Regions from separate parts of the Pan troglodytes genome. Here region 2 is linked to region 1. A link is a contact called in public Hi-C data. All regions are on one chromosome and are shown on one strand. The core of a region is the stretch at or near the end of the contact, and the rest is flanking DNA. Distances in the headings are between cores, read along the strand shown.

Region 1 (6,561 bases), core at 3,152-5,651:
GAATACAAAAATTAGCCGGGTGTGGTGGCGCGTGCCTGTACTCCCAGCTACTTGGGAGGCTGAGGTGGGAGAGTCACTTGAACCTGGGAGGCGGAGGTTACAGTGAGCCGAGATCGTCCCACTGTACTCCAGCCTGGGTGACAGAGCGAGACTCTTTACCCCACCAAAAAAAAAAAAAAATTGGTTCTCATGGCTTAGATAGAATAACATAGTGGTGTGAAGGAAGCAAAAGTATGCGTGTTCCAAAGACTTCACCATGCCATTCCTTTAAGAAACAAAAGCTTCCTTGTGTGTTAAATAATTCACTACATAAAAATGGACCATAGGATTGGGTCTTTGGGGTTGGGGGTTGTCACTTGAGCCTCTGCATCCAGCTGCTCGGATGTGGTGTGCTCAGGCATAGCTGGCCTCCTGTCACCTCCACAGCTGGCCACCACGGCACTTTACTTCACATACTCAGCCCTCGAGGAGGAAATGGAGCGCAACAAGGACCATCCAGCCTTTGCCCCTTTGTACTTCCCCATGGAGCTGCACCGGAAGGAGGCGCTGACCAAGGACATGGAGTATTTCTTTGGTGAAAACTGGGAGGAGCAGGTGCAGTGCCCCAAGGCTGCCCAAAAGTATGTGGAGCGGATCCACTACATAGGGCAGAACGAGCCGGAGCTACTGGTGGCCCATGCATACACCCGCTACATGGGGGATCTCTCGGGGGGCCAGGTGCTGAAGAAGGTGGCCCAGCGAGCACTGAAACTCCCCAGCACAGGGGAAGGGACCCAGTTCTACCTGTTTGAGAATGTGGACAATGCCCAGCAGTTCAAGCAGCTCTACCGGGCCAGGATGAACGCCCTGGACCTGAACATGAAGACCAAAGAGAGGATCGTGGAGGAGGCCAACAAGGCTTTTGAGTATAACATGCAGGTACTACTGGGGGCTGCCAGCTGCTAGGGCTGAAGAGGGAAACTTTGACAGTGGTAGCAGATCCATAGTGGCCCAGGAAGGCACACATGGCATTAGGACAGATGAGCTGCAGGGTGCCGAGAGGAAGGTGGCCACCAGATTGGCCACCATAGCTTGTGGGCCCAGTGGGTGGTTCCCAGCATGGAGGCCTGGTGTGATAGATGCCAGTGGGTAGTGTTTTGGGAAGGGTAAGTCCTCTCGCACATAGAGGGGTCTGGAAGAATGGAGCTGGCTTCCTCCCTCATTGCAGGATGCTGGTCTTGAAGAATGGTTAATTTTCTTTTCAAGTTTTGCTCTGAAAAGCCCTGCTTTATAAGTTAATAGAGAGCCAGTGCCACCAAGGAGAGTAAATAAGCTCTGTTTACAAGTAGCCTTTAGATGAGGCTGAACCTGGGGAAGCTTACTCTGTCCCCAGGTCCTGTCAGCTTCTACTGAGGCCTCCCAGGGCACTCAGGATGAGTATGCCCTGCCACAGTCTCATTCTCCCATGTTCCAGGTTTTCTGTTGCTTCTTGATAAAAAAATAACCAGCACCTAGAAATGGGGATGTACTCATGCCCTCCTGTCCGTGCTGTGGTAGTTTCAGTGGCTTGAGCCACCTCAGAGAAGGCTAGGCATGGGGGTACATCTCTGGTCAGTTCCCAGGGGAGACCCAGCATTTGGCAGCCTTCTTGGGGTACCAACATCCACACCTCCCCAGAGCTCATGCTAGGGAGGGAGGAGCATCAGGCAGTGCAGCTGCCGCCCACCAGTGCTGCTTGCTGTGTAGTTGGCACACCTGAGCAAGCTCACCTGCTCCAGCTCTCTCTCTCTGGAGGGCGTCCTCTAAAAGGAGAGTGTAGCCAGGCGCAGTAGCTCATGCCTGTAATCCCAGCACTTTGGGAGGCTGAGGCAGGGGGATTACTTGACCCCAGGAGTTGAAGACCAGCCTGGGCAACCAAGGTGAGACACCATCTCCCCACAAAATTTAAAAATTAGCCAGGTATGGTGGTACACACACGTAGGAGGATAAGGTGGGAGGACCACTTGAGCCTAGGAGTTTGAGGCTGCAGTGAGTTAGCCATGTTCATAACACTGCACTCCAGCCTGGGCAACAGAGACCTCATCTCAAAAGACATTTAAAAAAAAAAAAAAAGTATGGGCAGCCCAGAGATGGCTCAGTCGATCCTCTGCTCCTGCAGATATTCAATGAACTGGACCAGGCCGGCTCCACACTGGCCAGAGAGACCTTGGAGGATGGGTTCCCTGTACACGATGGGAAAGGAGACATGCGTAAATGCCCTTTCTACGCTGCTGAACAAGACAAAGGTAGGTCTGTGTGTCCTGACCTCCCCTCCTGGGGAAGGTGTAGCAGGAGACTCCACTGATGCCATGTCTCCTATTGGTGCTGCCACACAGGTGCCCTGGAGGGCAGCAGCTGTCCCTTCCGAACAGCTATGGCTGTGCTGAGGAAGCCCAGCCTCCAGTTCATCCTGGCCGCTGGTGTGGCCCTAGCTGCTGGACTCTTGGCCTGGTACTACATGTGAAGGACCCATCATGCCACACCGGTACCCTCCTCCCGACTGACCACTGGCCTACCCCTTTCTCCAGCCCTGACTAAACTACCACCTCAGGTGACTTTTTAAAAAATGCTGGGTTTAAGAAAGGCAACCAATAAAAGCCAGATGCTAGAGCCTCTGCCTGACAGCATCCTCTCTATGGGCCATATTCCGCACTGGGCACAGGCTGTCACCCTGGGAGCAGTCGGCACAGTGCAGCAGGCCTGGCCCCCGACCCAGCTCTACTCCAGGCTTCCACACTTCTGGGCCCTAGGCTGCTTCCGGTAGTCCCCGTTTTTGCAGTACATGGGTGACTATCTCCCCTGTTGGAGGTGAGTGGCCTGTAAGCCCAAGCTGTGGGAGGGGGCCTTGCTGGATGCTGCTGTACAACTTCTGGTCCTCTCTTGGACCCTGGGAGTGAGGGTGGGTGTGGGTGGAAGCCTCAGAGGCCTTGGGAGCTCATCCCTCTCACCCAGAATCCCTCTAACCCCTTGGGTGCGGTTTGCTCAGCCCCAGCTTATCTCCTCCGCGCTGTGTAAATGCTCCAGCACTCAATAGTGGGCTTTGCAAGCTACCTCCTTCCCTGCCTCCTGGCACCGGGTGGGTCAAGCCACCTCCCCATAGGAGAGTCCCTCAGAAGCAAGGGCATGTTATGTCTGTGTGGGGAGTGGACATCGTCCATCATGGCTCCCAGCAGCCACCTCCTGCTCTTGGTCTACTCTCCAGCACCTCTAGTCTCCAAAGCAAAGTCACTCTAACCGTCTTGCAAAGATCTTTAAAGTGTATCCAGCACTGCTATTTTTTAGCTCAGAAATACCTTAGAGGTTTCCTACTTAAAAGGTTTTTTTAAAATATATATATATATTTAAAAATAAGGGTTTTAAAAAAGCACATATTTGTATTTAAACAATTCATTCTCTAAAAGAGAAACGTGAACTTAAATAATTTTATTAATAGGAATCTACTACCTGTAAAAGTTTTATTTCAAAAAGGGTTAAAAAGTAGGGAAACTCTTTAAACTACTGACCAAGACTGCCACCTTCATAATTCAGATGAGTTAGTGCAGAGATGGCCAGGGCCAGAGGTGGCCCAGAACCTGCGTGTGCAGACTGCGCTCTGTTAGTCTTCTGCCTGTCAGCCTCGGCCGAGTCTGTCTTGCTTAAGGGTGCGCCTCCCCAGGGCTGGATGATGCTGTGCTCAAGCCTGCGGGTAGGAGGGCTCCAGCTTGCAGATCCCATGCGTGGATGCCATATATAGATGGTTGAAACCAGCATCAGAGGAAGGAAGGTGACCTTACAGCCACTGCCGAGACCAACGTGTGCCCTGGCCCAGTCACAGCTGGAAATCCCAGGGCTGGTCTACACCCGACTCTGGTTTCGTTTAATTAGGTCCTTACGTGTTGGTGTTGTCCCAGGCAGTTGGCATGGCATCAGCACTGAGGGTGTGAGACCCTGAGGACTCAGCCTCCCGTCCTGCCAGTAGACTGCCTGCAGCCCCACCCTCTTTCCCTCAAAAAAGAAGGAAGCCAGGCAAGAGAGCAGAGGCCCAGGGCGGGGGAGTGAAAGGGCCAATTTAATGAGAAACTACAAACTGAGACTGGGCCACGATTCACAGTGACAGGAGGCCATGCAGTGGCAGTGCGAGACCAGGAAGGACAGTGGCAGGATACAGCGGTCCAGGTGAGCAAGTTCACAAACCATTCAGGAAATAAAGACAGGGCGAGGCTGGTGTCCACCAAGGCAGTTCTACCACTTGTGGCTGCTCCTTCCTCGTCCCTAGCCCAGTGTGCCTGCAGGAGCAGGTGTGAGCAGGCACAGCAACAGCCTGTCAGCTGGGGCGAGGGGCCTGGCACTTACAGGGAAGAAAATCCATGGAGAAGGCTCTGCACATCCAAGCGCACCCACAAGGGGGACCCTCTGCCATCTCTTGCCCAGTTGGGACACACCAGCCACCAGGCAGAGGTCATACCCACACGCAGTGAGGACACAGGGCAGACGGGAAGGGGCTAGGCTCAGGGGCTCCTTCCGGCCCCAGCAATACAGGGTTCACAGAGGCATGGCCTGAAAGGGGGTCTGCACACTGACTCAAAGGGACAAGTTCCTTCTTAGCTACCAGGGTCTGATCATTCACCCAGGTACAGTGTCCTCTCTACCTGACACCAGGCAGCTCTCGGGCACTGGGACAGGGTATTAGACATCCTGGGCTTCTATACCTGAGAGTTCTGAGGGCCAGAGTTGGCAGTTTTACTTCCAGCCACCATGCCCCACCTCTAGCACCCCAGAGGCGCAATGTACCCAGAAACAAACCCAGGCTTTGTGACCCTGTCCTACGTGGGCCCACCTGACTCCAGACAACTTACCCATTCTCGGCCCAGCAGGTCAGAAACGCCTGTGGCCACAGGCCTGGGGACTAACTGGCTACTGCTCTGGCTGCTGTTGGTCCCAGGGGGAAAGAGTCTGGACTGAACCTGTACCTTGTTTGGAAACAGAGGAATCAGGACCCCAGCAGGAGACCCCTCCCAGCTTATCTTCCCGATCACACACACCAAGCAGACCAACAACACACAAGCTCATTGCCAGCCCCCTGCCACCCACTGACCCTTGGCCTTAAATCCCAACAGAATTTTTGCCAGAAGAGTCAGCTGCTCAGGTAGGGCAGGGTGAAGAGGACAGGACTTCTAGGGGATGGTGGCACGGCTCCCAGCCCCAAGTGGGAGCGGGAAAGTGACCACTGAGCGCAGGGAGCAAAGCACAGGGGGCCAGACTGACAGGCAGGGGAGTCCCGAGTCCCAGCTCCGTTAGCACAGGCGCTTGTACGTGTAGATGTAGGCTTTGCAGCTGGGGCATGTGTGCGTCACATCCTTGAAGTCATTGATGAGGCAGGGGATCAGGCAGCAGCCCAGATCACATCTGAATCAGAGACAGGGAAGAACAGGCTGAGGCCTGCTGCGGAGGAGGCAGAGGCAGCCAGTTGACCCTGGTGCAGCCCCCACCCTACCAATGCCCACACCACCTACCCCATGAAGCAACAGAAGAAACCCAGCACGAAATTCATCAAGCCAATCTCGTAGGAGATCTTGGTGGTGATGGCCTGCTGGCAGTGGGGACACACCGTCTGCACAGGCGCTCCCTCAAAGATCTCTCCCTGCAGCACTGTCACCGTGGTGGCAGCTCCTGAAGGGACCAGGACTGTGGCTGTGTGGCCCCCAGGGCCAGGGTAGGGCCCTGGCGTGTAGGGCCCTGGGGGGTAGTAGCCCATGGGTGGGTGGGGGCCTGGAGGAGGGTAGAAACCTGGAATGGCACAGAAGATGGAGGCGAGAGGTCACTGGCCTGCCACCTGCACCAGACAAAGAGATTGGCGCAAAGCCCCACGGTCCACAGCGCCCAGCGTGCAAGGCTACGCCTCAGACTTCCTACCGCCCTCCTAATGGGCCAGTGGGAGGCCTTACAGCTGGGGCCCTAAGTCAAGTGGGGCCACATTCTCCCAGCCCTTCCTGGTCCCCACCCCTTGGGGCCCATGACAGATGTGGCAGAGAGCCAGGCACATGGCCCGGTCCCTCTGCTCCTCTGTCTGTCTCCAGCATGCAAGGACAGGGCACTCAGCCTCAAGCCCATGACCAAGGGAGGGAAAGCCTTGCGGGTCACCCACCCCTCTGCTGCACACAAGGCGCCCCTCCCCACCCATGTCAGGTCCTGGTGTGCCAAGGACCAGCCCTTCCTGACCAGCCTGAATAAGAGCAGTCCCACCTTCCCACGTCCACAGTCCCTGTCCACACACAGCCTGAGCCCTAGGCAAGGGCTGGTTGGGCGTGTTGGAGTCCCTGCCCTACAGCAGATGCCCACCTGTACTGAGGACAGCCAGCGCAGGCCAGACAGCAGCCAGGAGTTCCCCATGCTCCCCTCAGATCCCTTCCCCACTCACCCGGAGGCATGTAGGTGCCATCTGCACTCATGTGTGGGGGGATGAAGCCAGGCTGGGGCATTGGGTGACCCGGCGGCTCATAGGGTGGGGGGCCAATGTCCGCAGGGGGCAGTGGCATGCCTGGAGGGGGCTGCATCACAGCTGGG
Region 2 (6,024 bases), core at 222-2,721, 59 kb after region 1:
GTCTCGAACTATTCTTGTTAATTAACTATTTCTCCTTTTGTAACTGAGTACCCCCATTTTTCTAAAAGATAGTTTATTTTAAAAATTATTTTCTCTTCCTTTCTCCTTCCCCACTGCTCCCCACTTCCTACTTAGCCCTTTAGAAATGCAAAGAGAGGCTTGGTGAGTTGGCTCATGCCTGTAATCCCAGCACTCTGGGAGGCCGAGGTGGGTGGATCACTTGAGGTCAGGAGTTTGAGATCAGCCTGGCCAACATGGTGAAACCCCATTAGCAGGGCGTGGTGGCGTGCCCCTGTAGTCCCAGCTACTTGGGAGGGTGAGGTGGGAGAATCACTTGAACCCGGGAGGTGAAGGTTGCCTAGGTGACAGAGTGAGACTCTGTCTCAAAAAAAAAAAAAAAAGAAGGCAAAGATAGTCTTTGACCCCTCCTTCACCAGTCACTCCCTACAGGGCAAGTTCATGTAACTCCTGGAGAGTTAAGAAACAGATTTAGAGACCAAAGCACGCCCCTTATAGGATTTTCACCTGGGAACTTCCACTCTCCAGGGATTGCCTGAGAGCTCAGTCTCACCAGGAGGACATGTTGAAAGCGTGCCCATGGCCACTTTTACAACTTGCTTCTTCCCAGGAAGGTGCCAACTCAGCTGCCCAGTAGATAAGACATCACGCTCAAAAGGAGACCCCTGCCCTTGCTGGCTGTATCCCCTACGTCTTAAATGTGCCCACTTTTTCTCCAGAAGTGAAGCGGCACGTTTAAAGCCAGGGCGCTTTGTGCCCCTTCCCCAAGCTAGCTTCGGAATAAATTCACTTTCTTTTTGGTACCAGACCTTGCTCATGGTAACTGAACCCTGCAATGCAGCGAGCAACCAACGTGCTTTTCAGTTACACTTTCAGTTCTGTCAGTGTTTCCTTCAGGTATTTTATAAAGGGCTCTGTTAAGTGCATGTATGTTTATAATTATTATATCTTCCAGATAGTTTGGCCCTCTGAGTGGAAAAAAACTCAGTTTCTTTCACACTGTTCTCACAACACGCTTTTTTTTTTTTAGATAGAGACTCACTTCGTTGTCCAGTCTGGAGTGCAGTGGTGCGATCTTGGCTCACTGCAGCCTCTGCCTCCCAGGTTCAAGTGATTCTCCTGCCCCATCCTCCTGAGTAGCTGGGATTACAGGCACGCAACATCAGGAACTGCTAAGTTTTTTTGTATTTTTAGTAGAAACAGGGTTTCACCGTGTTGGCCAGACTGATATCAAACTCCTGGCCTCATGTTCTGCCTGACTTGGTCTCCCAAAGTGCTGGGATTATAGGCATGAGCCACCGCGCCAAGCTCGCAACACACTTCTGACACCAGATGTGTGAGGATTTCTCCCTACAGCAAGCAATCATTTCTGCAGGCAGGCTGCTTCCCCTTTTGCCCTCCAGAGCCAGGCTCCACAGGAGCCCGAGAGATCCTTTAAAATGTAAATACAGACCGGGTGCTGTGGCACTTTGGGAGGATGACGCGGGCAGATTGCTTGAGCTCAGGAATTCGAGACTCGCCTGAGCAACGTGGTGAAACCCCATCTCTACCAAACAAAAACAAAAACAAAAACAAAAAAAATTAGCTGGGCGTGGTGATGCACACCTGCGGTCTCAGCTCCTTGGGAGGCTGAGGCAGGAGAATCACTTGAGCCCAGGAGGTGGAGGTTACAGTAAGCTGAGATCGCGCCACTGCACTCCAGCCTGAGCCACAGAGTGAGACTCCATCTTAGAAACAAAAAGTAAATGCAACCCTGTCTCTCCTGCTCCTGATCCTCCAGTGGCTCCTACCCAGGGATGGGCTGTGCTTCCTCCCTGGCTGACATCTATCATAGAAGAAAGGGCGTGAGATGCTTCATGACGAGTAACTCCTGGTTTCTGGATATATTCAAATACAGAGTTGCCTCCTTCTCATCCAGGCCACTTGGAGATCAGAGCACTGTTGACTTTAGTAGCATCTCCTGGTCCCCTTGTAGGTTCCAGTCTAGGCCTTGGGAGAGCCAAGAGGACCTCTTGAACAACGGCTATCATCAGAAAGCTTCTGTACTTCACTTACCTTCTCCCCCAGCCATACTCGGCTTCACATTTTCTCCTCTTTTGCAGTCAATGCAGACCCTGCAGGACTTGCTCACTGATCTTCATGCACTCCAGGTCACCATCACAGCCCTCAGGAAAGAAGTGGACATGCTGAAGAACATGCTTGACAAGGTAGGCCCTCCCCCAGCATCCTCCATGCCAGCTGCGTTGCTCAGGCCTCTGGGGGTTGGAGCAATGAGGAAAATCTAGGAAGCTTACTGTTAGGCCAAGAGTGCAGCTGTGAGGGTGTGCTCATGTGGACCCTCCAATTGGCCAGTGCCACCGACTTCTCTGTGACCCCTCCATGCTTTGTTTGTTTGTTTTTTTTTTTTTTTTTTAAGACAGAGTCTCACTCTGTTGCCCAGGCTGGAGTGCAATGGCATGATCTTGGCTCACGGCAACCTCTGCCTCCCGGGTTCAAGTGATTCTCCTGCCTGAGCTTCCCGAGTAGCTGGGATTACAGGCACGCACCACCACATCTGGGTAATTTTTGTATTTTTAGTAGAGACAGGGGTTCATCTTGTTGGCCAGGCTGGTCTCGAACTTCTGACCTCGTGATCCACCCACCTCAGCCTCCCAAAGTGCTGGGATTACAGGTGTGAGCCACCATACCTGGCCGACCCCTCCATGCTTTCTACCCCAGTGTATTAACATGTTAGTTGTAAGTGACAGAAATCACGTTCATCCTGGATTAGGCAAAATAAGGGATTTATTGTCTCATTTACTAAAAGGTCCGGGGACGGCCAGATCTAGGTACTCATGCAATACTTATATTTCTTTTTTTTTTTTTTTTTGAGATGGAGTCTCGCTCTGTTGCCCAGGCTGGAGTGCAGTGGCACGATCTTGGCTCACTGCAAGCTCTGTCTCCCGGGTTCACGCCATTCTCCTGTCTCAGCCTCCCGAGTAGCTGGGACTACAGGCGCCCGCCCCCATGCCCGGCTAATTTTTTTTGTATTTTTAGTAGAGATGGGGTTTCACCATGTTAGCCAGGATGGTCTCAATCTCCTGACCTCTTGATCCGCCCGCCTCAGCCTCCCAAAGTGCCAGGATTACAGGCGTGAGCCACCACATCCGGCAATACTGACGTTTCTCAGTGAAACTTTCCTCCCAGTTGGCTTCATTCTCAGGCAGGTGCTCCTCAAGTCTTGGCAACAGCAGACTTATATTCCACCAACCTAGCAAAAAGAAAACCTCTTCCCCTTCTGGAAAGCTCTGTCCACATGGAAAGTGGAATAATCATAATAGTGCAGGCGTACATACAAGCTCCTTCTGTACTTCTGTAGCCAAAAACCATCAGCCAAGTATTTTCTAACACCCTACCATGCATGGAAGGACATGGAGTCCCTGAGACATGAGGCAGCTGTCCCCGTCACAACTGATGAGTCACAGCTGGGGTCTGAAGCCAGCTCTCCACACCCCCAGGTTTAACAACTTCCCCCAAATAGTGTAATTTTCTGTACCATCCCGGCTTCACAGATCAGGGCCTGTATTTGATCATCATGGCAACTGTGGGAGCTTCAGGCATGGGCTGGATGGCTCCCATCTAAGCAGAAAGAACGCTGTTAAAAGCTGCATCATGAGCTACTCAAAAGGGCCCCTTAGACAAAGCTGTTGGAGAAACCATGCCTTCTCAGCGGGGCCTGGTGTCTCACGCCTGTAATCCCAGCACTTTGGGAAGCCAAAGCAGGCGGATCACCTGAGGTCAGGAGTTCGAGACCAGCCTGGCCAACATGGTAAAACCCCCGTCTCCACTAAAAATACAAAAATTAGCTGGGTATGGTTGCAGGCACCTGTAACCCCAGCTACTCAGGAGGCTGAGGCACGAGAATCACTTGAACCCAGGAGGTGGAGATTGTAGTGAGCCAAGATTGAGCCACTGCACTCCAGCCTGGGTGACAGAGCAAGACTCCGTCTCAAAAAAAAAAAAAAAAAAAAGGTGGGGTCGGAGGGGTGGCGTGGTGGTTCACGCCTGTAATCTCAGCATTTTGGGAGGCTGAGGTGGGCAGATCACAAGGTCAGGAGATCGAGACCATCCTCGCTAACACGGTGAAACCCCATCTCTACTAAAAATACAAAAAATTAGCTGGATGTGGTGGCAGGTACCTGTAGTCCCAGTTACTCAGGAGGCTGAGGCAGGAGAATGGTGTGAACCTGGGAGGTGGAGCTTGCAGTGAGCCGAGATCACGCCACTGCACTCCAGCCTGGGCAACAGAGTGAGACTCTGTCTCAAAAAAAAAAAAAAAAGAAAAAAGAAAAGAAAAACAATGCCTTATTGGCCTGTCTCTTGGAGGTGTTTTTTTTGTTGTTGTTTTGTTTTGTATTCTTTTTGAGACGGAGTCTCTCTCTGTCACCCAGGCTGGAGTGCAGTGGCACGATCTCAGCTCACTGCAACCTCTGCCTCCCTGGTTCAAGTGATTCTCCTGCCTCAGCCTCCTGAGTAGCTGGGATTACAGGTGCAAGCCACCACGCCTAGCTAATTTTTGTGTTTTTAGTGGAGGTGGGGGCTTCACCACATTGGTCAGGCTGGTCCCGAACTCCTGAACTCGTGATCCACCCGCCTCAGCATCCCAAAGTGCTGGGATTACAGGCGTGAGCCACTGTGCCCGGCCCTCTTGGAGATTCTTAATGTGCTTTTGCTCATTCAAGGCTCTGGGAAGTCCTGCAGTACAGAAACCTGTTGAAATTTTATTTATTTATTTATTTATTTACTTATTTTTGAGACAAAGTCTCACTCTGTTGCCCAGGCTGGAGTGCAGTGGCGCCATCTCAGCTCACTGCAACCTCTGCCTCCTGGATTCAAGTGATTCTCCTGCCTCAGCTTCCTGATAGCTGGGATTACAGGCGCATGCCATCAGGCCCAGCTAATTTTTGTATTTTTAGTAGGGACGGTGTTTCACCATGTTGGCCAGGCTGCTGTCGAACTCCTGACCTCAAGTTATCCAACCACCTTGACCTCTCAAAGTGCTGGGGTTACAGGCATGAGACATTGTGCCCGGCCTGACATGCTTTCAAGCCTAGCATTTCCCAAACTTGTTTGCCCATGGAACCCTTTCCCACTCCTTGGGAAACACTGGATTTGGAACCCGTTCTTCCTTCTCAAGCTCTTAGTCACCTAGAGCCACAGGAAAAGGCAGGGGTGGGACAGAACCTGGACCCCCAGTCCACAGACTCAGTTCCTTTGACAGGTACACCCAGAAAGAATGGACATCTTTGCTGAAGACTTCAAAACACAGAACTGGAAGATGGTTGCACTGCAGCGGGAAGTGGTGAGGGCCACCATCCCTGTCTTCCCCCACTCCCCCTGGGACCCCCCCACCTCCCGGGTCCTGGGTGCTGAGGGTAGGGAGGTGCAAGGAGGAGAACACAGCCTGGAAAGGTTTCTTTGCAGGTGTGGGGGACACTGCCCCCTCCAGGCTCACAGCCCTCATTTTCTACCCCCACCTTGCAGGCTTCTCTCCAGAATAAGTTTAAAACCATCCCCAAAACCGAGGACATGGTGCTCTGGAGTGGCCTCCCTGATGCCATGTTCACCTCAGTGAGTGAGGAAGGAAGGGGAGGTTAGCAGGAAGCTGGGGAGCAGGCGGGCGGCTGACTGAGAGTGGGAGGCGGGGCTGGAAGCCAGCAGAGCCCCTCTGCCCCCTCTTCTGCAGGAAATTGGTTGATCACCGCTGGACCTGTGGCAGTCTATAGAGCAGCTCCCAGAGGCAGCCCTGGCCCAGACCACCGAGTACCTTGAAGCTACTCGTGCCATCCAGGTCTCCGAGCCCGTCCAAAACCCCCAGCTACTGCAGACTGTCTGGCATTATGAGGTCTCAGAGCTCCTCCCGGAGGGCTCATCTGCCCAAGCAGTTTCACTCAGCAGAGCCCAGGAGCCAGCGCAGCCTCCGGCCCTCACGCCTGAGTCTGCACTTGGGTGCACAACTGAATTTGC

The links. Hi-C and Micro-C count contacts between places; a contact is called where the count stands out from the background.
Region 2: a Hi-C map of induced pluripotent stem cells shows a contact between it and region 1, with 2.2 times the contacts expected there. The contact joins two enhancer-like sites. A contact is called at or near these places in 4 of 7 Hi-C or Micro-C datasets (blood, induced pluripotent stem cells and stem cell-derived neural progenitor cells) and 1 of 1 other capture datasets (stem cell-derived neural stem cells).

What each region holds. Positions count from the first base shown.
Region 1 is chr18:7,156,485-7,163,045 of NHGRI_mPanTro3-v2.0_pri, forward strand. It overlaps CDIP1 (cell death inducing p53 target 1), which reads right to left. Exons shown (of 6, transcript NM_001243097.3): 4 at 6,416-6,561; 5 at 5,511-5,784; 6 at 3,396-5,403. The coding sequence ends at 5,292. HMOX2 (heme oxygenase 2) reads left to right here. Exons shown (of 6, transcript XM_001168788.7): 4 at 427-918; 5 at 2,138-2,264; 6 at 2,355-2,628. The coding sequence ends at 2,482. Among named protein-coding and RNA genes, the nearest start is that of CDIP1, 28 kb to the right of the region's middle. Within about 2 kb of position 4,402, at least 7 of the 24 cell types and tissues checked have an H3K27ac peak or open chromatin away from gene starts, as enhancers often do. A contact at or near this core is called in induced pluripotent stem cells, where this site is marked.
Region 2 is chr18:7,218,235-7,224,258 of NHGRI_mPanTro3-v2.0_pri, forward strand. C16H16orf96 (chromosome 16 C16orf96 homolog) reads left to right here. Exons shown (of 17, transcript XM_009430227.5): 2 at 2,121-2,225; 3 at 5,279-5,359; 4 at 5,542-5,628; 5 at 5,744-6,024. Among named protein-coding and RNA genes, the nearest start is that of C16H16orf96, 16 kb to the left of the region's middle. Within about 2 kb of position 1,472, at least 2 of the 24 cell types and tissues checked have an H3K27ac peak or open chromatin away from gene starts, as enhancers often do. A contact at or near this core is called in induced pluripotent stem cells, where this site is marked.